7 separate regions of the Mus musculus genome follow, and all the other regions are linked to region 4. The links are chromatin contacts, called in public ChIA-PET, Hi-C, HiChIP or PLAC-seq and Micro-C maps. All regions are on one chromosome and are shown on one strand. The core of a region is the stretch at or near the end of the contact, and the rest is flanking DNA. Distances in the headings are between cores, read along the strand shown. Region 1 holds the start of Tnpo3 (transportin 3). Region 2 has its middle 34 kb from the start of Zc3hc1. Region 3 has its middle 32 kb from the start of 1700095J07Rik. Region 4 holds the start of Smkr-ps (smal lysine rich protein 1, pseudogene). Region 5 holds the start of Ube2h (ubiquitin-conjugating enzyme E2H). Region 6 holds the start of Klhdc10 (kelch domain containing 10). Region 7 holds the start of 1700012C14Rik (RIKEN cDNA 1700012C14 gene).

What was found. A called contact is a pair of places that touch in the nucleus more often than the background predicts. ChIA-PET counts read pairs in DNA pulled down with a chosen protein or histone mark. HiChIP or PLAC-seq counts read pairs in DNA pulled down with a chosen protein or histone mark.
Region 1: a contact with region 4 is called in an RNA polymerase II ChIA-PET map of memory CD8 T cells, with 5 read pairs. The contact joins the promoter of Tnpo3 here to the promoter of Smkr-ps in region 4. A contact is called at or near these places in 1 of 115 datasets of contacts at active chromatin or transcription factors (memory CD8 T cells) and 1 of 9 other capture datasets (adipose tissue).
Region 2: a Hi-C map of Th1 cells shows a contact between it and region 4, with 6 times the contacts expected there. The contact joins the enhancer-like site here to the promoter of Smkr-ps in region 4. A contact is called at or near these places in 2 of 39 promoter capture datasets (both in embryonic stem cells), 3 of 15 datasets of contacts at CTCF or cohesin (large pre-B cells, pro-B cells and stem cell-derived epiblast-like cells), 26 of 484 Hi-C or Micro-C datasets (B cells, the C10 cell line, CD4 T cells and 9 more), 12 of 115 datasets of contacts at active chromatin or transcription factors (DN3 thymocytes, bone marrow-derived dendritic cells, bone marrow-derived macrophages and 6 more) and 1 of 9 other capture datasets (embryonic stem cells).
Region 3: an H3K4me3 HiChIP or PLAC-seq map of bone marrow-derived macrophages shows a contact between it and region 4, with 4 times the contacts expected there. The contact joins the enhancer-like site here to the promoter of Smkr-ps in region 4. A contact is called at or near these places in 1 of 484 Hi-C or Micro-C datasets (embryonic stem cells), 5 of 115 datasets of contacts at active chromatin or transcription factors (bone marrow-derived macrophages, effector CD8 T cells, embryonic midbrain and 2 more) and 1 of 9 other capture datasets (embryonic stem cells).
Region 5: a Micro-C map of embryonic stem cells shows a contact between it and region 4, with 2.2 times the contacts expected there. The contact joins the promoter of Ube2h here to the promoter of Smkr-ps in region 4. A contact is called at or near these places in 1 of 39 promoter capture datasets (stem cell-derived epiblast-like cells), 3 of 484 Hi-C or Micro-C datasets (embryonic stem cells and regulatory T cells) and 5 of 115 datasets of contacts at active chromatin or transcription factors (embryonic stem cells, epiblast stem cells, memory CD8 T cells and 1 more).
Region 6: an RNA polymerase II ChIA-PET map of memory CD8 T cells shows a contact between it and region 4, with 8 read pairs. The contact joins the promoter of Klhdc10 here to the promoter of Smkr-ps in region 4. A contact is called at or near these places in 2 of 115 datasets of contacts at active chromatin or transcription factors (memory CD8 T cells and thymic regulatory T cells) and 1 of 9 other capture datasets (liver).
Region 7: a contact with region 4 is called in a Micro-C map of embryonic stem cells, with 1.8 times the contacts expected there. The contact joins the promoter of 1700012C14Rik here to the promoter of Smkr-ps in region 4. A contact is called at or near these places in 1 of 39 promoter capture datasets (pre-B cells), 1 of 484 Hi-C or Micro-C datasets (embryonic stem cells) and 1 of 115 datasets of contacts at active chromatin or transcription factors (bone marrow-derived macrophages).

The regions. Positions count from the first base shown.
Region 1 is chr6:29,608,134-29,611,405 of GRCm38.p6, reverse strand. Tnpo3 (transportin 3) reads left to right here and starts at 1,557. Exons shown (of 23, transcript NM_177296.5): 1 at 1,557-2,040. The coding sequence starts at 1,921.
Region 2 is chr6:30,355,547-30,358,763 of GRCm38.p6, reverse strand. No RefSeq gene overlaps it. Among named protein-coding and RNA genes, the nearest start is that of Zc3hc1, 34 kb to the left of the region's middle. Within about 2 kb of position 1,938, at least 82 of the 459 cell types and tissues checked have an H3K27ac peak or open chromatin away from gene starts, as enhancers often do. A contact at or near this core is called in B cells, the HL-1 cell line, Th1 cells and 7 more, where this site is marked.
Region 3 is chr6:30,335,278-30,338,897 of GRCm38.p6, reverse strand. No RefSeq gene overlaps it. Among named protein-coding and RNA genes, the nearest start is that of 1700095J07Rik, 32 kb to the right of the region's middle. Within about 2 kb of position 1,852, at least 156 of the 459 cell types and tissues checked have an H3K27ac peak or open chromatin away from gene starts, as enhancers often do. A contact at or near this core is called in bone marrow-derived macrophages, effector CD8 T cells and memory CD8 T cells, where this site is marked.
Region 4 is chr6:29,983,619-29,986,871 of GRCm38.p6, reverse strand. It overlaps Smkr-ps (smal lysine rich protein 1, pseudogene), which reads right to left and starts at 1,543. Exons shown (of 2, transcript NR_040264.1): 1 at 1,406-1,543.
Region 5 is chr6:30,303,262-30,306,778 of GRCm38.p6, reverse strand. It overlaps Ube2h (ubiquitin-conjugating enzyme E2H), which reads left to right and starts at 2,240. Exons shown (of 7, transcript NM_009459.3): 1 at 2,240-2,727. The coding sequence starts at 2,675. 1700095J07Rik (RIKEN cDNA 1700095J07 gene) reads right to left here and starts at 2,164. Exons shown (of 2, transcript NR_166056.1): 1 at 1,690-2,164.
Region 6 is chr6:30,399,898-30,403,133 of GRCm38.p6, reverse strand. Klhdc10 (kelch domain containing 10) reads right to left here and starts at 1,279. Exons shown (of 10, transcript NM_029742.3): 1 at 984-1,279. The coding sequence starts at 1,140.
Region 7 is chr6:30,459,575-30,462,815 of GRCm38.p6, reverse strand. It overlaps 1700012C14Rik (RIKEN cDNA 1700012C14 gene), which reads right to left and starts at 1,831. Exons shown (of 2, transcript NR_131049.1): 1 at 1,687-1,831.

The DNA of each region.
Region 1 (3,272 bases), core at 308-2,807, 380 kb after region 4:
CTTGTCTCGAAAAACCACAAAAAAAAAAAAAAAAAAAAGAATTCTTGTGACTAGTTGGGCAGTGGAGGTACATGCCTTTAATCCCAGAACCCAGAAGGCAGAGTTTCTGGACAACCAGAACCACACAAAGAACCCCAGGCTGGCCTCAAATATGCAGCAACCCTCCTGTCTCTGCCTCCCAAGTGCTGGGATTATAAATATGGTCCAGCATGAACAGCTTTAAATTCTCATCTTTTAAAATGAGGTTTAGGAGCTGGAGAGTTGACACACTCACTGATCTTGTAGAGAACCCACACTCAATTCTCAGGATCTATATAGCAGCTCACACGGTAACTCCTCCAGGACCAAGTTGCACATGCATAAATATGTAGGCAAAACACTCATACACATAAAAATAAGTCTTTAAAACTATTTCATTAGAGCTGGGCGTGGTGGCGCACGCCTTTAATCCCAGCACTCGGGAGGCAGAGGCAGTCGGATTTCTGAGTTCGAGGCCAGCCTGGTCTACAGAGTGAGTTCCAGAACAGCCAGGGCCCTCTACACAGAGAAACCCTGTCTCGAAACAAACAAACAAACAAACAAACAAATAAGCAAACCAAAACTATTTCATTAAAAAAGGACTTATTTTGGAAGGTTGTTAATCTTTCACTACATTACATTACATTACACATGGTCAGCCTTCATTAGATACTAACAGTTATTTTTAGTGAAGCAGCAATATTGGGAAACTGGCATGTTAACTGAGGATTGCTAGACAGTTGATTTTGTTTGTCATTTATTTATTTATTTGTTAATTATTTTCTGAGACAAGGTCTCTTTGTGTATTCCTGGCTGTCCAGGAACTTGCTCTGTAGACTAGGCTGGTCCAAACTCAAGAGTTAGGCCTGCCTCTGACTCCAGAGTGCTGGGATTAAACCTGTCTGCCATCACCGCTTGGCTGTTTTTTTTTTTTTTTTTTTTGGTTTTTTTTTTTAAAGAGACAGAGTTCCACGTATTAGAGGCTGGTCTTGAATTCCTCCTGATGGTGTTGTGGCTAACTTCCAAGAGCTGAGATTACAGGCTCTCTTCCTTTCTTTCTTTCTCTCTCTCTCTCTCTCTTTCTTTCTTTTTTTTTTTTTTTTTGAGACAGGGTTTCTCTGTGTAGCCCTGGCTGTTCTGGAACTCTGTAGACCAGGCTGGCCTCGAACTCAAAAATCCGCCTGCCTCTGCCTCCCGAGTGCTGGGATTAAAGGCGTGCGCCACCACGCCCGGCTGAACTGATGTTTCTTAAACACTCCTTGGAGACGGGTGAAGAAGTAGGAACCGGGAGGAAAGACTTTGGATTCCTTGCTGACGAGATAAGATTTGGTCAGGAACGTTAAGAGTAGCCAGACTTGAAGCTCAAATAAAGACTTACGCACCTAGGAGACTGACTACCTTGTGCCTACTTCCCCTTGGTTCTCCTAGTCCGGCAGGGTCACTTCCGGGAGGAGGCGGGGGAAACAAGAGGAGGCGTGCCGGGAAGGAGGCAGTTTGTGGTGCACCAGGCGGAAGTGTGCCAAAGTCTACGGACGGCCACTTCCGGCCCGGGGAAGCCCTGCTTCGGCTCGCTGCGTGGTTCGTGTCATGCGGAGGTAGGCCTCTGCGAGCAAGGCGGGAGGTGCAGAAGCCAGAACCCGTGTCCGGACTCGAGAGTCTGCGATTCTGGCGGGAAGACAAGACAAAAAGGAGGCAGGAACCTGAAAGCGACCTCTCCGCTGTTTCCGAGGGGGCAACTTCCACGAGGAACCCCCCTTCCCTGGTAACGGCCAGAAAGGAGGAGATGGCGCCAGTCAGGGAGCGGCTGTGGCCGAGACAGTGAGGACGCTTGAAGGCAGAGCAAGCGGAAGCCTAGGGAGGAGTATCGGGCTCTTTGCTGTCATCGCCGCCGCTCCCGCCAGCATGGAGGGAGCCAAGCCAACCTTGCAGCTCGTGTACCAGGCGGTGCAAGCGCTTTACCACGACCCGGATCCCAGCGGAAAGGAGCGCGCCTCGTTTTGGCTTGGGGAGCTGCAGCGTTCGGTGAGGTTCGGGGAGAGTCCGTTCTGAGCCGCGCGGGACCAGGGCCGAGTGGGATGGGATGGTTCTCCGCTTGAGTGGAGCGCTTGGCAGTGGGAGATCCTCTTTCCGAAGGAGCTGGTGCCGCGGGGTGGGGCTGAGCAGCCACAGATGTGCTGCCTTTCGGAAACCAGTGGCAACTGATTGGTCACGAACGGGCCCTTTCCCTCGTCTGTGGAATCCGTTTTGTAGTTCTGTACGTCTCGCTTGTGGTCTGGCTCTCCTTTAAGTGCTTTTGGTACACCTTCCGTATTCAAGAGTTGCATCTGGCAATACCTTCCCTTTGGCAGCCTTACTCACCCCTCAGTGTCCCTTGCCGATTTTCATTCGTGTTATTCTCGAAATTTCTCAGGCTTCTAGATTCGTGTTCGTACAAATTTTCTCCTCTCATTGGAGTGCAACGTAATATAAAGAAAAATTAGTTATGGTTTCAGGAAATCTTTGTAGTTCTTTTGTTTTATATCAGATTCCTACTGTATTTCTTCTGCCTGTACGTTTTTATTTGTAAGATGGCTATCATAGCTATATTAATTAGTCCATATTTTTGTGAGCATGTGGTGGAGTGTGTGTTGTATCTATCGTATTTCCACATGTTAAATTTTTGGGCTCATGTTTTTTCATTTTTTGACTCACACTTTGTATTTTCTTCCATGATTTTTCACACTCACCTTTGCTATGTTTTTATTTTTTATGAATTTTAATAGCTTGTGATTTTGCTGACAGTGTTTAGGTTTTAGTCTATGAACTGTGAAATTCTTTGAAAACTAAGGAGCCTCTTAACAGACTAAGTACCTACTTTCTTTTTCTTTTCCTTGTGTTTGGTGCTGGGGATCCAGTCCTGCCTACATCTCTAGCTCTCTCTCTCTCTCTTCACCCTTTATTCATTATTTCATTTTATACTCACAAACATGAAATGCTTGCTCTCCCTTTTCTGTTTAACTCATAACTGATGTTTAATGGTGCTGTATCTTCTTAAATAAGCCCCTAGGTTGCAAGTACATAATTAAAAAAAAATATTTGCCACTTTAACTCTGATGGTTGCATGTAAATGTGACACTCAAGTTCTTGTTTATATTGTGGGAAGACAAATAAAATTTTGCTGGGTGTGGAAGCACTCGACTTTAATCTCAGCTGAGATTAAATCTCAGCAGAGGCAGGCTAATCTCTGAGTTCCAGAACAGCCTGGTCTACAGAGT
Region 2 (3,217 bases), core at 689-3,188, 370 kb before region 4:
CCTGGTTCTAGAGAACCTGACACCCTCTGGTCATCTCTCACACCAAGTATGCACGTGGCACATCAACATACATGCAGAACACACACCCATATGCAGAAAATAGATCTAAAAAATAGTGTAGTCATTCACAGTGGCGGGCGCATTTAATGTCACCTTTCAGGAGGTAGAATCAGGTGAAGCTGTGTGTACTGAGGCCAGTCTGTCCTACATAGTTCCAGGATGGCCCACATACTGAGACCCTGTCTTACAAAACAAAACAAGAAAAACATTGCCTCAAAAAAAAAATCAAAGGACTATTATTGTTTTTTTTTCAAAGATTTATTTATTATTATTATACATAGGTACACTGTAGCTGACTTCAGACATGCCAGATCTCATTATGGGTGGTTGTGAGCCACCATGTGGTTGCTGGGATTTGAACTCGGGACCTTCAGAAGAGCAGTCAGTGCTCTTACCCGCTGATCCATCTCCCCAGCCCAGGACTATTATTGTAATGTAGTTTATTCATATAGTGGAATGATACTCAGAGTTTTTAAGTTGCTCTTTATCTAATGTGGGTCAAAAACGTGTGTAACTAGAGTGATCTGTGTTCTGTAGGTAACTAGACATCCAGGAAAATGTGACGTATGAGGTAGTAAATGGCTAGAAAACTTAGAAAACTTCCCCTTTATGAGAGCCATAGCATCTGCCCACTTTCCAAAAACTTAGGTATTTAGTCCAGACTCAAGGTCAGGTTAGCTATAGTGTCAAGCTGTAATACTAGCAGTACCCACTAGAGCCATTAGGTGCCGCCAGTGCTTCACATTAAACTCCAGCTTGCCTTTCAAACAACCACGGACCCACCGCCACCAATCACTGGGGGACAGGCCCTGGGCGACAACTCTCCTTTCCAAATGGTTCACCCTCATTTCTGCATCATTTTTCGGGTGTTTTGATTTGTTTTGTTTTGTTTTGTCTTAGAAAATGTCTCACTTTGTAGCCTTGTCTGGTCTGGAAATTTTGTCAGTGGTTCTTAACCTTCTTAATGCTGTGGCCCTTTTAATACAGTTTCTCGTGATTTTTTTTTTCTTTTTACATGACTAATTAATTTTGCTACACTTAGGAATGGTAATGTAAATACCAGTTTTCCGGTGGCCTTATGTGACCCCTGTGAAAGGGTCACTTGACAACCCCTCCCACGTTGGGTTGCAACCCACAAGTTGAGAACCTCTGCTCTATTTAGACTAGATTGGCCTCAGACACAGAGACCCACCTCCATGTGCCTCCCTAGCGCTCTTATGGAAGGCAGACACCACCTCGCCAGCCTCGCCACAGCATCTGGCTTTGTCTTGTCTAAGTCAGTGTAGACTGGAAGTTGGGGCTGCCTGCTTTGTAGCACAGACCAGTCCAGTGATAGGAAAATGGACAGCATGGAGGTGGGTGCCCAGAGAAGAGGAAAGAGAATGTATTTAGTGAAGATCCAGAGAAGTGGAGGATGCTCTCCTTTTTTTTTTTTTTTTTTTTTTTTTTTTTTTTTTTGAGACAGGGTTTCTCTGTATAGCCCTGGCTGTCCTGGAACTCACTCTGTAGATCAGGCTGGCCTCAAACTCAGAAATCCTCCTGCCTCTGCCTCTCGAGTGCTGGGATTAAAGGCACTCCTGAGGATGCTCTCCTTAAAGTTCAGGGCTAATCCCTTGTATCCAGCATTAGAGACATTGTATCCACCATTAGAGGCGTGCAGAAATGCCTAAAGACCAGACTGACTGGGAAGCCAGAAGAGAAAGCCACAAGAGGAGACGAGCCACTGGCAGCCACCTTGCTCCACATGGCTGCACTGACGCCAGTCCTCCCAAGGTGTCACCAACACTCAGGCTGAGTCACTCCAAACCCAGCCCACAGAGTTAAGCCAGTAACAAAACCTGGAGGACGTGGCCACAGGGCCAAGGGCCAGAGCAATGTCATCACGGGCAACCGTGCAGCTCGGGCCCGGCAGATGACCCTTTCCTTGTGAGCATTCCAGGGTGTGTGACTGATGCTCACTGACCCCGATTCATGGCGGCACGGAACACAAAGAGGTCATTACTGCCCCTTGATCCACCGGGGAAACTGAGGAATGGAGTGGGGAAGCAGCTTTGGCCCGTGAGTCAGTGGTACAGGTCATGAGTTCATTACCACCCCGTCAGGTCAGTCAGGTGCCTATGAAGCCACACTTCCCAACCAGAAGTAAACATGGCTGTCCAGGGCCAGGGAAGGGAGGGCCTTCCACCCAGTGCCCTTTCCATACCTGTCCAGCGGTAGAACCAGACACAAAGTTGCAAAGACTATGGCCTGACTCCCTGCATTCAGCCAAGGTCAGAGTGGGGAGTGACAGCCAAGACGGCACACAGGTTGTGGCCAAGCCAGCTCAGAGTCAGTCGGGATCTGGCCATCTGGACTCAAATACTGGATGCCCTTGTTATCAGTCTGTCTTCTGAGCCAGCTCCTGGGGCCTCTGCTTCTTGATATGTAAAAGGGGCAGGAGTAGTCAGTGTCTATGTCAAAGGGCTGCTTAAGAGCTAAGGGACCTGATGTTTGTTACGTGGTTGCTAAGCAATCCTTAGCTGCACACCTGGCCACCCGTGTCTCCAGGCTGTAGGGACTTTTGGGTCTGAGGAAAAGAAATGGGCACTGGGCTCAGGCAAAAACATCCCAGAATGTCTCGCTAGCTCATCCTTGCTATGGGAAGGATTCTTCTCGCCCAGTGGCTCTCCCCCATCAGCAGAGGTGCTGGTACTTCAGCTCGATGCCCAGTTTTAGAAGCATCGGGAAGCAGCATCTTGGGCAACCAAACACCAAGTGAGATAACCACATTCTTGCCAGCCTCCTCCAGCCTTGGCTCAGGGCCCAGCAGGGCCACCCTTAGGAGATGGTGCTAAGAAGACAACAGGCAAGCTAATTATAGGCCCGGCCTGCTGGGCTGTGGACACTGCCTGTTTGGCCTGCACGGCTTACCTGAGTCATCTATCCTGCGGCCACTTGAGCCTGGATCTGGACTAGCAGGCCACAGGGAGTCAGGAGCGCCTTCCCTGTGCTCAGTCTGGTCAGCTGCACCACTTCCTGCCTCTTTTCCCCTCAGAAAGCCAGTTGAGGCAGGTGAGCACCCCAGATCAGAGGCCAGAAGGCCTAATGCCTACTGCGAGGTGAGCACAATGCTGGGATCCCAGAGTCTCTGGAAAAATCACTTCACAGGTCAAAGTAA
Region 3 (3,620 bases), core at 603-3,102, 350 kb before region 4:
ACACACACACACACACACACAGAGAGAGAGAGAGACTCTAGATCTTCAAAATAAAGACCTGGCTTCTCATTTACCCAGGGACTAGGATTTCTTGTATTATCAGATTCTGCTTTTTAAATATAAATTCTAATCAAGATCAGCGAGGGAAGGTGCTCAGGAGAGGCGGCCCCCTGGCACTGCTGTTTATGTAAGTGTCTATTCTTAGGCACTGGGGCAAGGAATAGGCTAGACATTGCTGCCCTCATGGAGTTGATGTCTTGATGAGAGAGACAGTTAATAGGTGAGTATAGAACTAAGTCAATGATTTCTCTCTCTCTCTCTCTCTCTCTCTCTCTCTCTCTCTCTCTTTCTTGGTTTTTCGAGACAAGGTTTCTCTGTACTGTATAGCCCTGGCTGTCCTGGAACTCACTCTGTAGACCAGGTTGGCCTCGAACTCAGAAATCTGCCTGCCTCTGCTTCCCAAGTGCTGGGATTAAAGGCATGCACCACCATTACCCAGCCTAATTGATGTTCTTAAACCTAAGTAACAGACAGTCACAATGCACTAAATGGCTAAAGTTACAAGGGTATTTTTTTTCTTACCCTATTTGTGGAGTGATTGTGTCTCTTCAATGTTCATACATCACAATCCTAGCTCCTAGGACCTAAGGTGTGGCTGTCCTTGGAGTAGAGTGCTCATGAAGCACACATGGAGCTCTGGACTCAACCTGGGCACAGCATAAACCAAAGGTGGTAGCACACCTATGATCCCAGCACACAGGAGTCAGAGGCAGAAGAATTAGAAGTTCAAGGTCATTGACAATCCTCAGCTATATATTAAATTAAACTTCATTGTGGACTACATGAGCCCAGAAAGGGGGAGGGGAGGAAGGAAGGAAGGGAAGAGATAAGAGGGAAGGGAAGAGGAGGAGAGAGGAGAAGGGAGAGCAGGGGTGGAGGGAAGGAGAACAGAAGGGAATGGAAGGGGAAGAGAGGGCAGGCTGGGGAGATGGCTCATCACATAAAAATGCTGGACACATTGCCTACAACCTGAGTTTGGATTCCCAGAACCCATTTAAAAGCCAGAAGTGGCTTGTGTCTGTAGACCGAACCGCCCTGGGCAAGATGGAGGCAGTACCAGGAGAATCACAAGAAGGTTCAGGCAGCTAGCCTGGGATTAGAGGTGAAGCATCACAGAGCAAGAAAGACCCAACGACTGTCGCCTGATGCTGTCTCTGCTGCATACACATGCCACACAAGTAAATAAGAAATATTTTAAGGGCGCCGGGCGTGGTGGCGCATGCCTTTAATCCCAGCCCTTGGGAGGCAGAGGCAGGCGAATTTCTGAGTTCGAGGCCAGCCTGGTCTACAGAGTGAGTTCCAGGACAGCCAGGGCTACACAGAGAAACCCTGTCTCGAAAAAACCAAAAAAAAAAAAAAAAAATTTTAAAAGACAAGAAAGGTTTCTTGCTCTGTATCACCTTTCTAGAAAATTTAAAAATCTATAGAAAGTAATGCCCTCGAGGAGGGGGTGAGGTGAGCTAGGTGGGAGGGCTAGGGGATTGGAAGGGTTGGAGACAGACAGACAGACAGACACACACACACACACACATCCCAGCACTCAGGAGACAGAGGCAGGTGCATCTCTGAGTTTGAGGTCAGCCTGGTCTACAGGGGGAGTTCCAGGACAGCAAGGGCTACACAGAGAAACCCTGTCTCAGGAAGGAAGAGAGGAGAGAGAGAGTCAACCACTAGTGAAGAGGCTGCCAAACACCAATCAGAATTTATTCCCATGATGAGTGGGACTAGGAAGAGAAACCCAAACAAACTCTGAGTTGTACGGGCAGGAGGAAGGGGAAATGGCTGCTGGGAAGGCAGCCAGCAGAGTCTGCTAGAGTGTCCTGCCGAGAACCAAAACAGGCGGATGTGACAACATGAGGGGTGGTGACTGGAAGGGGCCAGTGTTCTCGAGGTGAGGCGAGGGAAGGCTCTGGGAAACTGATGTTTTGGCTGCTGCCCAACTGAAGTTGAAGAGTCGGCAGGCAAAATGGGGAGCAAAGCATTCCAGACAACAAAGACCCTGAAGTAGGAGCAAACATAAGGATCCTAGTCTCAGAAGGGAGTGGCTCTGAGCTCTCACCTTCCTTCCCTCCTTCTACCCATTCTCTGCCTCAGTCTGCCCACCTGAAAAATGGGGCCAAAGAGAATTATCTCTCACTCCGGTGTAACTGAGTCACCAGCAGGGTAGATGCGAATCTGGCCCCTGTCATAGCATGTCAACAAGTTTAGGAAAGTGTGGACTGATGGCACAGGCTTTCTCTCCCCTGAACAATGGGGGGCCCCCATATGAAGCCTGACCAGGAATCCTGGTGAACATCCACAGAGACAGAGCATCGAGCTTTCCAATGAAAGACAACCTACAACACCTGAAGGAGAATGTTAGCTCTCAAACCAGAGACAGAGTGACTGAGTTGCCTGTTAACATATAAGTGAATGCTGGCTGCCTAGCATCCCTTGGTGACAAGGTCCTCCTGGTTAGCATACCCTGTCCTCTACCCTGAACTCTCCAGCCCAGAGGCTGGGCTGCCCTTCCCTATATAATCCAGCCATTTTGGCTATGCTGGCTTTTTTGTGGGTTCTTTGCCTGCCACTCTAGGTCACCTCTCCACACATGGCCCTACTCAAGGTCATGTCGCTCTGGACTCTCCCAGATGTCTCTGCCTCTACCTGTTTTCTCCCTTATAATAAAAACCCTGAGCTGGGCGGTGGTGGCGCACACCTTTAATCCCAGCACTTGGGAGGCAGAGGCAGGCATATTTCTGAGTTCGAGGCCAGCCTGGTCTACAAAGTGAGATTCAGGACAGCCAGGGCTATACAGAGAAACCCTGTCTCGAAAAACAAAACAACAACAACAAAAAAAAAACCCTGAGCCCTTACGAGCAGTCAGTCTTCCTCATTTATTTATTTATTTATTTATTTATTTTTATTTTGAAATTTCCACTCATTCACCTGGTCCTGAAACAGCTACAGAGACCCTTATCTCAGGAACATGGAGAAGCACATGCCAGGCCCTCTTGGAAGGGACATTGTGCGTGTGCGTCCACATCTGCTTCCCCCCACATCACTTCCACCTGGGCAAGGAGCGGGGGAGATGGTGGAAGCTGACACTGGTCTATCGGCACAACCGAGGGGCTAGAGAGAGGGATGTGGCCTGCTCGGGTGGCATGCTGAACGAGCTGGTGGCAGTCATCTGTCTACTGCTCTTCTTTCTCCCCCTCCTTCCTCCCCTCCTTGCTCACTCTTTCTTTGAGTGCTGGGTAATGCTGCTTAGGAGGGCTTCATGCTAAGCAACCGTCATCGCTAAGCCACACCAGCAGTCCTGGTTTTCTTTCTTACTGGATAATAGATCTTTAAGCCTTGCGTGGTGATGTGTGCCTATGATCCCAGCACCCAGGAAACAAGGCAAGATCCCGGGGCATGGGGAGGTCGCAAACTCAGAAGTCTACTATGTGCTGATCTATCCTCATTTCGCAGGCTGAGACAGGAGGCTCATTGCCAGCGCTGGCTTACAGAAGTGAGTTGTAGGACATCCAGGGCGTGTAGTGAAACCCCAGCTCAAGTCTACTAACTAAATGGATGAA
Region 4 (3,253 bases), core at 294-2,793:
TTTCAGGTGTTTGGTCATAGCCACCTGAAGAAATAAATACAGACACTTTGCGGTTGGAGAGGCTATGCAAAGATAAAGGGACCAACCAAGATCAGAGTGGCTGTCCACAAGCAAATGGGGAGTAGGGCAGGGTGGGATGGAAAGGGGGAGGGGCGATCAGGTCTGGAAAGCAAGTGAAGAGCAGCTTTGGCCTTCAGCCTCTGTAAACTAACAAGCTGGACATTTATACAAAGAGCCGGAAGAAGCCGTTAGTTTCGAGGGCTTTGTAAGTTATTCTTCATTTTCCTGGATCCGGAAAAAGAAGAGCAGTAGAGTAGAAGCCGAGAAACAAGTCAGGAGATGGCACCTTTACTTAATACTATACTTAGTTCCAGAAGAAAACATTAGAACCGCAGGCTTACTAAACACATCCCAAACTGCAGGCTAAAGGAAAGCAAGACAGGCAGGACACCTCAAGCGTGGTGCAAAGGGCTGTGGGTACTTACAGGACAGGAGGGACCAGGAGGTATTTCTACTCTAGGAGATAAAAAGACTAGTAGCAGCCATAGGGCAGGTGCAAGGAGAGCAACATCCGTCTAGTTCGGGGAAGACTTTTCCTTAAGCAGAGATGGTAATACCATAATTGTGCAAGAAGTTGAGGCCCCTTTACCCAGTGCATGCTTAGCAGCAAGTTCAACAGTGAAGAGAACAGCGTGTCCCTGAGGGCTGCGGACAGGGGCAACAAAACCACAGCCACTCTAGAAAGAAAAATGAGGCTGGGAAGGACGGCACCGGCAGGAGGAGGGTTAGGGTAGGGTGGGGTTAGATGCAGTGTGGACACCTCTCCCTCCTCCCAAGGCCAACCTTACTTTATTACATGTAAAGAATTCCACCATACATCTCAGGGCAGCCTGAACAGTCCCTTATTGGCGTGTACTTAGTTTGGGGGGATCCAAACCTCGTTGCTGATCTTCCTCTATTTCCCAAACGCCAAAGCATCTTCTAGGAGTGAAAAAAGTTACCCCACAGAACCAAGGGACTAAAACCAGTTTCACAGAAAGGGTACAGCCTGAATCTGCTGCTGCTGTCCATCAGATGCAGGTCATCTTAAGTCCATCTTAAGTCCGTCTCAGAATGAGCCCTCCTACTATACGCTGGGTTGAACTGTACCGGTGGGGACGACAAAAGACCTAGGTCTCAAAGGCTTACTGGGGCTATGGCGAGCGCTTGCGAACCTCCCACTTTAAGATGGGTATTTCCGTGGTCATTTCTATCTCAGCTGAGGTGATTGTGACACCAGTCCCCAGTCTCGAAATTCAGGCCCCACATTTCTTCCCCATACCCCCCACCTCTACTCCCCCACCCCGGCGTCGCAGTCTTCCGGCCCCGATCCTGGTGCTTCCCTAGCCTCCGCGAGCGCTCTCACCGGCGTTGTGCCGCCTGCCCCGGCCGTGGCCGCACCTCCAATTGGGCGCCTTCGCGGTGTGCGGAGGCGCAGATGCTGGTAAGCAAGGCTCGGCTCACTCCACTCGGGGCGGCACCCGGACAGCTCGCTTTCGAGTGCACAAACCCCGCGGAACCTCGAACTGTTTATTTGTTGCTAGGGCACCGGGGCGGGGCATGCCGCACTGGGCGGAGCCCTTGTGAGCTCAGTTTGTGTGTTCCGATTCGGTTTACGCGGAGGTGACGATGATTAAGAACTCAAACTGGGAGCAAAGTTGCAAAGTTTTGTCTCCGGCAGTGCGATTGGGCGGGGCATGAGGGGAAGGGGCGGGCCGCCAAGATCAGCAGTTTTGTCTTTGGGAAGGAAAGGCTAGAGAGAGTGTAAGCTAAATCAGTCTCTTGAAATCTTCAGAAACTCTTTCACTTCTTCTGATAAACAAGAATAAGGTCTCTGAGGGTCGAGGTGAGAATAACAGAAGAAATGTCTGTAAGAGTCTAGTACAGGCCTCAGGAGAGGAAAGTGGGCAGGGTTCGTACATTATGGGTGGGATTAGCTTCTAACCTTGTGAGTCCATCCTTTTCTCCCAGAAAGGGAATGCGTTTGGGGGCATAACTCCAATTGTTTTTTTTTTATTTTTTTTATTTTTTTAGAACTTGCCATTCCATTTTATTCAGTAAGCGGATATTGTATATCTGTCGCGTGCCTGACTCCCGCTTGCCATGGGAATTCAGTGCCCAATATGAGCCAAGGTTCTTGAACTAAAAAGGTTGGAGGAGGAAGATGGGAACACAGCAAAGAGGAAGGGTATGAATTGCAAGCGCTGGCCACAGTTAAAAGTGATAGGTGCAGAGTTGGCTCAGTGGTAAAGAGCACTTGCTTTTGCAGAGGACCCAGGTTGGGCTCTCAGCACCCACAGGGCTGTTCACAACCATCCAGTCCCAGGGATCCAGCGCCCTCTTCTGACCTCCACAGGCACCAGGCAGCTCACTATACAGTGCACTGATACACATGCAGACAAAACACTCACCACACAAAAAAATAAAAACAAATAAACGTTACAAAACAAAACAAACAAAAAAACCCAAACGACCAGGAACAGTCCAAATCATGGGCCGGATATGGTAAACCCAGGGCAGGAGGCAGGTGAACCAAGAAGCAGGTTAAAATCCTGAAAAGACCTTACATGCTATAGTAGGTTTTGCTAGCTTTTCTCCAGCCTGGTTAGTGAAATGACTTTCAAAATCAAGTCTTTATGTCCTTTGGAGTTTTCACTGACAAGACTGTGTTTTGTCTGGCAATTTTATCATGATTTATATATCCCTTGATATGGCAAACTCTGTGTTTTCTCCTTTGTGGACTGGCTTCTAATCCAAGGATTGGGAGTGAGCCCCTTTCCCTGCCTGTATCTCAATGTTTTGTTTTGCTTTGTTTTGTTTGCAGCTTTCCAAGGTTAATCTCTACTGGGATCATTTCAAAATTTGTTCCTTTTTTTTTTTCCTGATCAACAACTTGTGATGGTGGTACCATGGTGAAGTGGGTTCTTGACTACATACAAGGTTTAGAAGACTTCATTGCGTTGGGAGTGACAATGGGGTGTTTTGAATGATAACAGTCCCCACAGGCACATATATATGAATATTTGGTCCCTGGTTGGTGGAACTGTTTGGGAAGAATGAAGAGGTGTGGCCTTGCTGGAGGAGGTGTGTCACTGGAGGAGGGCTTTGGCAGTTTCAAAAGTCTGTGCCAGACCCATCCCTCCCTCCCCTCCCTCCCCTCCCTCAAACTTATGGATAAGATGTAAGCCCTCAGCTCCTGCTCCAGTGTCATGGT
Region 5 (3,517 bases), core at 991-3,490, 320 kb before region 4:
AGGAGGATTTCTGAGTTCGAGGCCAGCCTGGTCTACAAAGTGAGTTCCAGGACAGCCAGGGGTATACAGAGAAACCCTGTCTCGAAAAACCAAACCAAACTAAACCAAAAACCCACCACCACCAACAACCTCCAAAGGACATCATGGTTCTCCTTTGCTAAGACTGCTTCCAGGGCTCACCCTCCGTTACCTGTGGAGGGAGCAGGCTTGCCACCATCAGCGTGGTCTGCAAGTTTCCGTTATGAAACACTTCTCTGGTTAGTCTCCCAAGTTTTTTTGCTCACAGCAGTTGTATCAGTGAGGAGGAAAAGACCATGTAGAATTTTTAAGCCCTAACTCCAGGCCTTTCTTCCTCTAGTGTCCTTTCCTTGACTGTCTGTTCTATATATATGCTGTGGTTTTAGAGACAATGACCACAGGTCCTCTAGGTGCCACTGTGTGTGTGGTGGAGGAGCAGAGAGCACACAGCTCCTGCCTTTTGGGCATAGGACTTTATAAATGCACTTAACAGTCAGATAGGTGTCTCGAAATTGAGACATCTTTTGGAATCTTGACGGCAGAGCTTTTCTGACTTTGGCCAGCATCGGAAACATCCGGGGTACTTGTTAAAGACAAGGCTATTTAGGCCTCACCCCAGACCTTCTGAATTCCCAGCAGCAGTTCCTGGACTCTGTGTGAGCTTAACAAGCTCCCCAGGTGATTCTGAGGTGTTGGGCCAAGCTTGAAAACCACTGTCTTAGCACAGGGGAGGGAGGTAATCAGGCAAAGGAGGCTGGGGGAGCCACTCTAGGAAAGCTGGTAGGGGCAATAACACCCTAGGGAGTCTGGTGCAGACAGTGAGAAAGACAAATCTTGTTTTGTTTTGTTTTCTTCCTTCAATGAAGTGATCAGATAAAGGTGGCTAGAAGTCTTTTCATACCCGTCTGCTGACAGATTTCTCCTAGGAGAAAGCAATGGATAGTCTTTTTTTCTCCCCAGAACATAGAGTGGAAGTTACCAGGGGCTGGTGGGATGGGGAGGAGGGGTTATTCTTTTAAGGGCACATGATTTCTGTCTGGATTGATGAAAAGGTTCAGGAAATGAGCACTAGTCATACTTGCACAATATTTAATGGTTTTTTGCTGTTGCATTGAATATTTAAATATGGTTAACATTGTATATTTTATATGTATGTTACAACTAAAAAAAAAAAAATAGCTGGCATTTTGAAGGGTAGAAAGATAGGAGCAAATGATCTTCAATTTAGCCCTCAGTACCTGACCTGACAAAGTCCAAGTGTGTGTCATAGAGAAAAGACAATAGATAAAGCTTTTGAGGATACTTGGCACTATTCTGCCTCTTTTACCTTGTTGCTCCTTAGGTTTACAGTACTTTTGAGCCCTGTAGAGCAGTATATCTCAGACTTCACTGTTCAGGGAACTGTCTGAGAACTTAGTTCAACTGCATATGTTAATTGAGTAGGCCTAAGGCCCTTCTAGAGGCATTCCTTCCTAGTTCTCAAATGATGCTGACACTCTGGTCCATTCTGGGAGAGCTGTGTAAATTTCATCTTCATCTACACTGTATCCTCAGAGTCATGAACTGATATAGGAGTTCAGAGGGCAGAACTGTGTCTTTGTTCTGCATTATAACTTATTTAGGGTGCTTCTATCAGTCACCTTTGTGATTTTAAAAAGGACCTCAACTTACCTCAAATTCTGTAGAATGAGGATGTTAGTATCAAATTATTTCTGTTCTTTGCTGCTTCTACTGCAGTTCCGGAGTTGTTGACCTTGTTTGCATAGAGGGTAAATGAACCCTGTTTGCAAGCTCTGGGGAAGCCTTACTGTAGTCTAAATCCCTGCAAACCAATTCCCTCTGAAGAGGGAGCAGAGTGGAGAGAACATGCTGGTGTGGGAATTTCCAGATTTGGACGCCAGTCTGAGTAATTGCCACTTTGGCCTCCTCCATATCCAAACAGCCTTTGCAGCACTGTTGAGAGGGTGGTACATAAAGTATGAATGTAATCATACTGCCATTATTTACTACCGTCGTTTATGTTGATGGTAACGACACTGGCAGTTGATCGATGAAGTGTGTGAGGAGGTTGGGGGAGGGGGCGGAGGGAATGCACGATGGCAGGAGAAAGAGGAACTACATCTCCCAGAACTCCCCTGACAAGCTTACACCGCGACGACGATGCTCCTCCCCTCCCACCGGCGCCCCGCCCCTCAGATGACGTCACAGAGGTGACATCACGGCGCCTAGAGCGAGGCTAGGGTAGAGAGGCCGACCGAGCTGGAGTCGTCGGCTTGTGGAGGAAGCAGCTGGGAGCTGGCGAGAGCGTGAGCGAGCGGGCGGGCAGGCGAACGAGCTAGCGCAGGCGGGAGGGAGCGGCGCACGGCGCGGAGCAGCGGCAGCCCGGGCCGCGGCGGAGCCTCAGTCGGAGGGCAGCCCGAGCGGGCGCCTCGGTCCCCGCCCCCACTCGGCGGGGCAGTGCCCGGTGTTCCCCCGTGCGGGGGGCGGCGGCTGAGCGGACCCCACGGGACCGCGCGGGTGTTGCCACCTCGGCCGAGGAGCCGGCGAGGCCGCGGGGCCCTGCGAGCTGGGCCCGGAGCCCGTGACAGACGGGCCAAGGAGGGGAGAGAGGCGGCGGCGGCGCAGGCGACGGGGAGGCAGCGGCAGCGGCGACACCATGTCATCCCCCAGTCCCGGCAAGAGGCGGATGGACACGGACGTAGTCAAGCTGTATCCTTCATGGAGGGGAATTCGGACTGCGTGTGGGGCGGGTGGGGGTGCCCACTCGAGGGCTCCGGGGCACTCCAGGCCACTGGCCGCGCCTCCCCTCCCTCCCCCAGTGCCTACGGCGGCCCCTTGGCACCTCCCCGGAGCCGAGGGCTTTTTCAGTCCCCCTTTATCTGCAGCCCCCCGAGATGTGCGTTGTTCTTCGCCTTCCTTGCACTCCCCCCCCACCCCCAGCCCCTGACTTTCCCTCTACGACGTTTGGATTCCTAAGACGGCCCTTTCTTAGGGGTGTGTGTGGGGGTATAACTAGACGCCTCCTTCGTCACCGGGAGCTCATCTTCAGGGTCTTTGCTTCCTGTTTGCTAGCTTTGGGTTTATGGGTTCATTATAGAAATTCCTGAGAGGGAAGCCTTTCTCTCTCTCTCTCTTTCTCTCTCTCTCGGGTGTCCCTGTTCCTTCCAGTCACAGTGCTGCTTAAACTGGGGTAACTCAAGCAACCTTCTTTATCCCTAATTCCTTTCTATATTAGGAAGAGAGTAGCCTGCCCAGGGCCCCCTCTTGTAATAAAGAGCTCCGTGTGTTTTAAATCAGACACTCCTGTTAAGCCTTCTGGTCTGGAGAACCTTCCTGTTTTTCTTTCTACTCACAAAGCCTATCCCACTCATAGTGCATGCAGTGAGGACCCCCAGGCCCTCTTAGCAGGCAGGCCACCCTCCATATTGTGGAACTGACAGCTGGGACGAAGGAGAGAAAGGAGCTCCCCGAACAAAATAGCCACTTGAGCAAAACTCCC
Region 6 (3,236 bases), core at 30-2,529, 420 kb before region 4:
CAGGTTCTCAAAACATCTAAACAAATATACCACTGATACAATCAACTTAACACTAGTCACACATACACAAAAAAACATGGCGAAGGTCTAGTACATCATTCCTGACAATTCTCTTCACGGTGAAAAAAAAAAAAAAACACGACTGCCCAATAAAATGATTTAGCATTCTGTGCATGATTTAATTCTCTACCTTTTAACAGACTGAAAATTTGTAAACGTACGCTTTTTACAACTGTTTACACACATACCTACATGACTTTGTTTTGTTTTTTTTAAAACATGTGAACTCAAAGACCATGAAATTTTTAGCAGTAGGTATATTTTTCCAATTTTCAGTTTTGATACCGGGATCACATCCTTTCGTTTCTTTATATTCATGATCTTCATTTCCCCCTTTTAAAATCTAGTCACCATTACCCATTCTGTCTCTGTACATCCCCAAATATTACTGATTCAACCATTTCCCTTAATCTTTTTTATTTTCTTTCCCATATACTCCCTAGCCAACACACACACACATACATACATACACACACACACTTTCACATGCTCATTCCATTTCAAAATATCCAACTCTGACACAGTTGGTTGGCTTTTTTTTTTTCCTTTCAAACAAAATCACTTCTATATTGCTCTCCTCTCCTTAATTTGGCACTCCTTTTGAAATAATTTTCCACAGTTAAACACCAATGTCTTTCTTTCACAACATCCATCCGCGGAAGAGGAAAAGATTAAGAACCGGGCAAGCGAAACATTTGGGAATGTCAAAGAGACAGCGGCCTCTCGGTCGGGAGGAAAATACAACTCTCCTCCCCGAGCTGTCGACACAGCGAGACTTCTCTTCGGCGTGCTCCGGTTCCCCTCCTGACCTCAACGCCACCTTCCTGCTGCTCTGCTTCCCTGTCCTCCCTCGGCTGTGTGTCCGAGGGGCAGCAGAGCCCGGCGACCGCCACCTTCTCGCCGGCAGCGGCCCCACCACTCACCTGGCAGGTGCGGCCGTCCCGAGAGCTGCACGAATCGGTTGAGCTGTCCGGTGCCCCGACCCCCGCCGGCCGCGCCGGCCCCGCTAACCCCGCTGGCCCCGCCGGCCGCGCCTCCTCCCCGCCGGCGGTTCCGGTCCCAGCCCTGGGCAGCCGACATGGCCCGCTAACGATTGCCGCAGCCCGGTCCCGGCAAGCCCCTGCCCCGGCAGCGCGAGCCGAGCCTCCTTCCCGGGCTCCTCAAGAGACCCGGGAGACGGGGGCCGGGGTAGCGCCGGGCTCTCCAGCAACCAATGGCTGGCCGCCTTGGTGACAGTGGACCAATGGGCAGTCTCTTTCTTGGCAGGTGGAGGGAGGCGGGGAGAGACGTGGTAACCATAGCTATAGCTAAAAGAGATGGGGGGAGAAAAGGCGTAAGCAGACGCTCAGAGAGCGCATCGATTCCCGGAGCTCGCCCGCTTCTCCGGGATGCTGGGGGCTCAGACCAGATAGTCGAAGACCGAGCGGGGAGGCTACGCCAGAGGAGACTCCCAAGCAGGGTCGCTGCCTCAGCATGGTCGATACTCCGGAATTCTGTCCCATAAGCACTGCATTTAGAAACATCATAGGTACACAATGCATGTACTTGGTGTTGGTACATCTGTCTGCAGTTCTGCAAACTGAGCCCCGGTCTGCGGACTGTTGCCACACACAAAGGGCTCACGGGAGGTGGGGGCAGGGGGAGGAGTCAGATGAAATCTAAAAAACTCCTGGCTTTCATCATTTGTTTTGTCTCACGGTGGCACTGCCGGGACCCTTCCCCTGCAAAAGCCACGTCAAGAGCAAACAGCTTTAAACCCGATTAGCAAATACCGAAAACTGTTCGATATTAGAGTAATCATAGAAACACAAGTGAAAATTTCAATAAGAAAATCTTTCAGGCATCAGTGAAGATCTTTATTTAAACACGCGGCTTGTGTATGCCTGCCAAGAAAAAAACAATAGAAAAAGATACTCTCTTAGATGACACACGATCAAGTAAATGTTTTACTCACACACACACACACAAACAATCCACCTCAATTGTCTTACAATATACACAGTTAACGATAGAAAATGGAACGGACGATGTGATTTTAAAATGTAAATATCAGAAATTCCCATCGTTTCAAAATTAAACCGAAAATTTGGCTTTGAAGTTGGGGAGGCGCAGTGCACAGTGGGAAAATGCAGATACACATTGCTGTTTCCAAATAAGGAAAAAAAACATAAATTTCTCAAGGGAAACAAAACCTTTCAAGATCTAATCTGATGGACTGCTGACCCCCTTGATGTTTCACACATGAGAACCTCACATGTTGGATTTTTTTTTTTTTTAAGGAGTGGGGTGGAGAAGGAGAAAGTGCTGAGACCAGAAGTCTCCTTTGATCTCAGTGAGCAAATTTCATGTCGTCATGAAATTTTGGTTTTTTGTCTCCACACCCAGTTTCTGTAGGAAAAGAAGTATTTTTATCCATTATGCATTATGATACAGTTTATTGAAATGTTTGACATCTGATAAAAAGAAAACCCATGGAGCTGGGGATGAAGGTAGCTCAGTTGCTTAAAATACTTGTCTAGCACCAAAGGTACAGTCTCCTGCCACAGTATAAAACTCAGCATGGTGACACACTCTTGTAATCCCCAACCGAGGATGGTGGCAGAAAGATCAGGCATTCAAATCCAGCCCCACTCAGATAGATACATTACAAGTTCAAGGCCAACCTTAGCGGCATAAAATCCAGACTCAACAACAACAAAAACAAACAAACAAACAAACAAACCCAGGACCACCAAGAGCTAGAAGGATGTATGCAGAGCACTGGCTGGTCGTCCAGAGGACCTTGGTTCGATTCCTAGGACTTACAGAGCAGCTCTCAACCATCTGTAAGTCCAAATTCAGGATCAGACGCTCTGTTATGACCTCCTCTGGGTGCTGGGCATGCAAGTGATGTACAGACAGACATAAGGGCAGGCAAAACACCCAGATATATTAAATTAAATTAAATTTAAGAAAAAAGGCTGGACCAAACAGAAGCCTAGCGTGATGGTGCTTGCCTGTCTCCCCAGCCCAACACCTCACTGGCAGAAGTAGGAGGCCCATAAATTCAAGTGCCTTGGCTATATAATGAGTTTAGAGCCACTCTGTGATTTATGAGACTGTCCCCAGCCGCTCCCCAAAACCAAAGTCTGTGATCCTAAAACAGGAGAAAAAAAAAACCCCTAATGAGTTAATTT
Region 7 (3,241 bases), core at 582-3,081, 480 kb before region 4:
CCTCTGCTATGCCCGACGGGCAGGGTCCTGGGCCTCAGGCTGACTTGAATCACTCCAATCCTACTTTAGATGTTATCAACCATGCCTCCTACAGCCTGGCTGCAGTGACCCAGCCTATCTATCTGAGTGCAGCATCCCCTTCTACTGTTCGCTTCTTTCCTACATAGTGGCTACACACTGGATCCCTCTGCGGGCCTCACTGGAAGTGTGTCACATTGCTCTGCAGCTTGTAGGAGGTAGCAGGCACCACAGGCCTCTACAGATTGCAGGACAGGTGGAGGGCCCCCGCCTTCTGAACCCAGGCCCCTAGCTATCCAGCTAGCTGAAAGTGTTTATTGAACACCTACTTTGTTCCAGGCTCTAAGGACTATGGAATGAACAAGATAGAGTCAGCTCCTGTCCTCCTGATGGTGGAACAAACAGGCAGTAAACTCTATGACCATGGGGGAGATGGGAAGGGGACAGAGCCGGTAGAAGGGTCAGGGCAAAGGCCTTGGAGTCTTCCTAGTGGGACCCTAGCTTTGACTCTTCCTCACTGAGATGATATTTGAATAGAGAACCGGAGATGGAGGACAGACCCACAGAAACGCAGGAGGAAGAGCGAGCCACTGGTGCCAAGGCCCCCAACAACACACTTCATCATCCAAGGAGCGGCACCATGGCTGGACTAAAGGGAGCATCGTGGCAAGACACCAAGGTCAGGTAGCTTTGGAATCCCCACGCCATGGAAAGAGCTGAGATGTGGCCTTTCTGGGCATCTTACAAGGAAAACGCGTCCATCTGTTGCCTTGTTCTGGTCTGAAAGGTATCTCCCCCCCCCCCAGCCCCCCCCCCCCCGACAGATCAGGTGCTTCCACTGGCTCCAGGGAAAGGCTCCGGAGCTGGGATTTCCAAATCTTGGAAGCCTCACTGCCAGGAGTCACCGTGTGGCCTGAGGAAACCAAGATACCTCATACAGATTCCACATAGTCCCTGTCTCTACTGCTGCGTCCCTGGGGTCAGAAGAAGACCAACCCATAGCTTCTGTCTTTTTTCTCCTGGCCGGGCTATTCAGATGATAGCTAAAGACAAGGCAAGCTGCCTTATCTTCCCCAAGCCGGGACAGAAGGAGTTTATGAGGACGCTGATAGGAACCCTGAGAGGCTACTGGCCCTCTCAGGGTGCTCCTCAGAAAAGTCTCAGTGTGTGGTAATTATCTGGTTAGTGAGGACTTCAGCTGACCTCTGAAGAGTGACAGGACAGTCCTCCTCCTTCAGGAGATGGTGACCCACACCCATCAACCCATGCTGGGGTTACTCTGTTCTTCTCATGGTGCCACACAGGAGCTGGGCCAGTCTGGAGGAGAAAGGATGCTGGAGCCTTACTCTCAGGGGAGGAGCGCTCTCTTAGCTCACTCTCCAAGAACTGGGTGGGGAGTCTTTCAGACAGAACCTGTCTTTGGCCCTGAGTCTCATCCTGGTGACTGAGCCGGGCTTATCCCCGTGGCTTAGCAGAGCGAGCGGCCATGGAAGCTTTTCTGGACTGGGCTAGCAAGGCGTGAGGGTTTAAGCATGTGCCCGGAGAGCTCTGGCACCTGTTTGATACTTCCCAGGTTGATGGTGGCATTTCTGGTGTGAATCCAGCCCCTGGAGTATCCAGGTCCCGGGCTCCATCTGCCACCTCACTTGAGGGTGCCAGGCCCCTCACCTCTCCTACTCCAGGCCCACATCACCTTCCAGAATAACCCCCATCAGGAACGCGGCTAGGATCTTTCCTCCCTGTTGCTTTTCCAGTGAGGCCTCTTTTCCCCTTCATACAAGCACTTCCGAGAGAGCCAAATCGACCGCCCTCTAGGTTGCCATGGAAACAGAGCTTTCTTTCCTCCCTCCTGTTTACCTTGGTCAGGGGACTGCGACAAAAAGCAGCCTGTCGCAGGAGGAGAAGGGAGGGCGGGGGAGAGCGGAGGGAGAATCAGCTTGCCTTAAACCAGATCATTCCGGTTTGGAGTGGTTCTCTCCCCCGCAGCCCTAGGCCCCTCTTGCCACACTGGGCTGTGGAAGGCAGGGAGGGAGGGAGGATCCTCATCCTGCGAAGCTTTAGTGGAGAAGGTCCTACACCCGTGGTACCCCGTCCTAATTCCAAGTGGACCTGTCTCCCTCAAGGCCAGAGTTTGGCCTCCAGTGCATCCTCTGGAGGTGCTGCCCCAGGGTGACTGCTGTGCTCAGGTTGGCTCCCCACCCCAGGATAAAGAGATGGGAGCTGAAGGCCAGGCCTTGCTCTGTATATGTACTCTTGAGTGCCCTGGCCAAAGTGGCCTCACCCTATTTACCAAAAAGATCATTGTCGTAGCCTCGAACTTAAAATTTCCCAACTAACTGCCTTGGAGCGCGATTATATATCAGTGCCTTCTGAGCACCGCCTCTCCTCGCCCTAACTTTCCAAGTCTCCTGCAGTTTTTCTGGTTTCTTTCGTAGGCTTCCTCCCCTTCCAGAAGCCACCAGGAGGTGGTGGGTGCTGTCCCTGAAAAGCTTTCTAGCTCTTTGTGCTCCTCTGAGCCTTGAGCTAAAGTACTCTATTCTCAGTACCTGATTCCTCTAACCGGTTTGCTGGGTAGAAGCCCTGCCTCCGGGTGCTATCAGCCTGAATACAAGGTTGTGCCCCGGTGGCATCCCAGCCGGTTGCGTACCCACTAGATGCACAGTTAGCGTGGGCACCGGCCGCTGCTAGTCGCGGTGCCCACGACCAGGACCAGCGCTGCTCGCCAGGGGGCGGCAGAGAACCCACCCTGGGCAGCTTCTCCGCGAAGCACGAGGCCATTTTACATTCGAAAAATCCTGACCTGGCTCCGCATCTATGTGGACACTGGGAGCTTTGCCGGGACAAGTGACTGGCGGTGGCACCTGGGGGACTTGGCGCTCGCTTCCAGAGCAGCTTCCCGTCCCAGGCACAGGCTTCATCGTGCTGCACTGCGGCTCCGCGGAGCCCCGCCCACCTGGGGAAGGGTCTGGTCCTTTATCGGTGCAGTGAGAGTTCTTACCAAGGAGACCCTTCCTCTGGCATTGGGAGAGCTGGTAACTCCCTTGGCAAGAACACTTTGGTGGCCCTTGGCTTATCCTCCCGCATCCCAACACAATGTTTTTGTTTGGTTTCTGATTTTGTTTTAAGAAGCCCTGGTTGGCCTGAAACTCAGTGTATATAGACCAGGCTAGCCTCAAACTCACAGGTCCACCTGCCTCCGCCGAAATGCTGGGATGAAAAAACG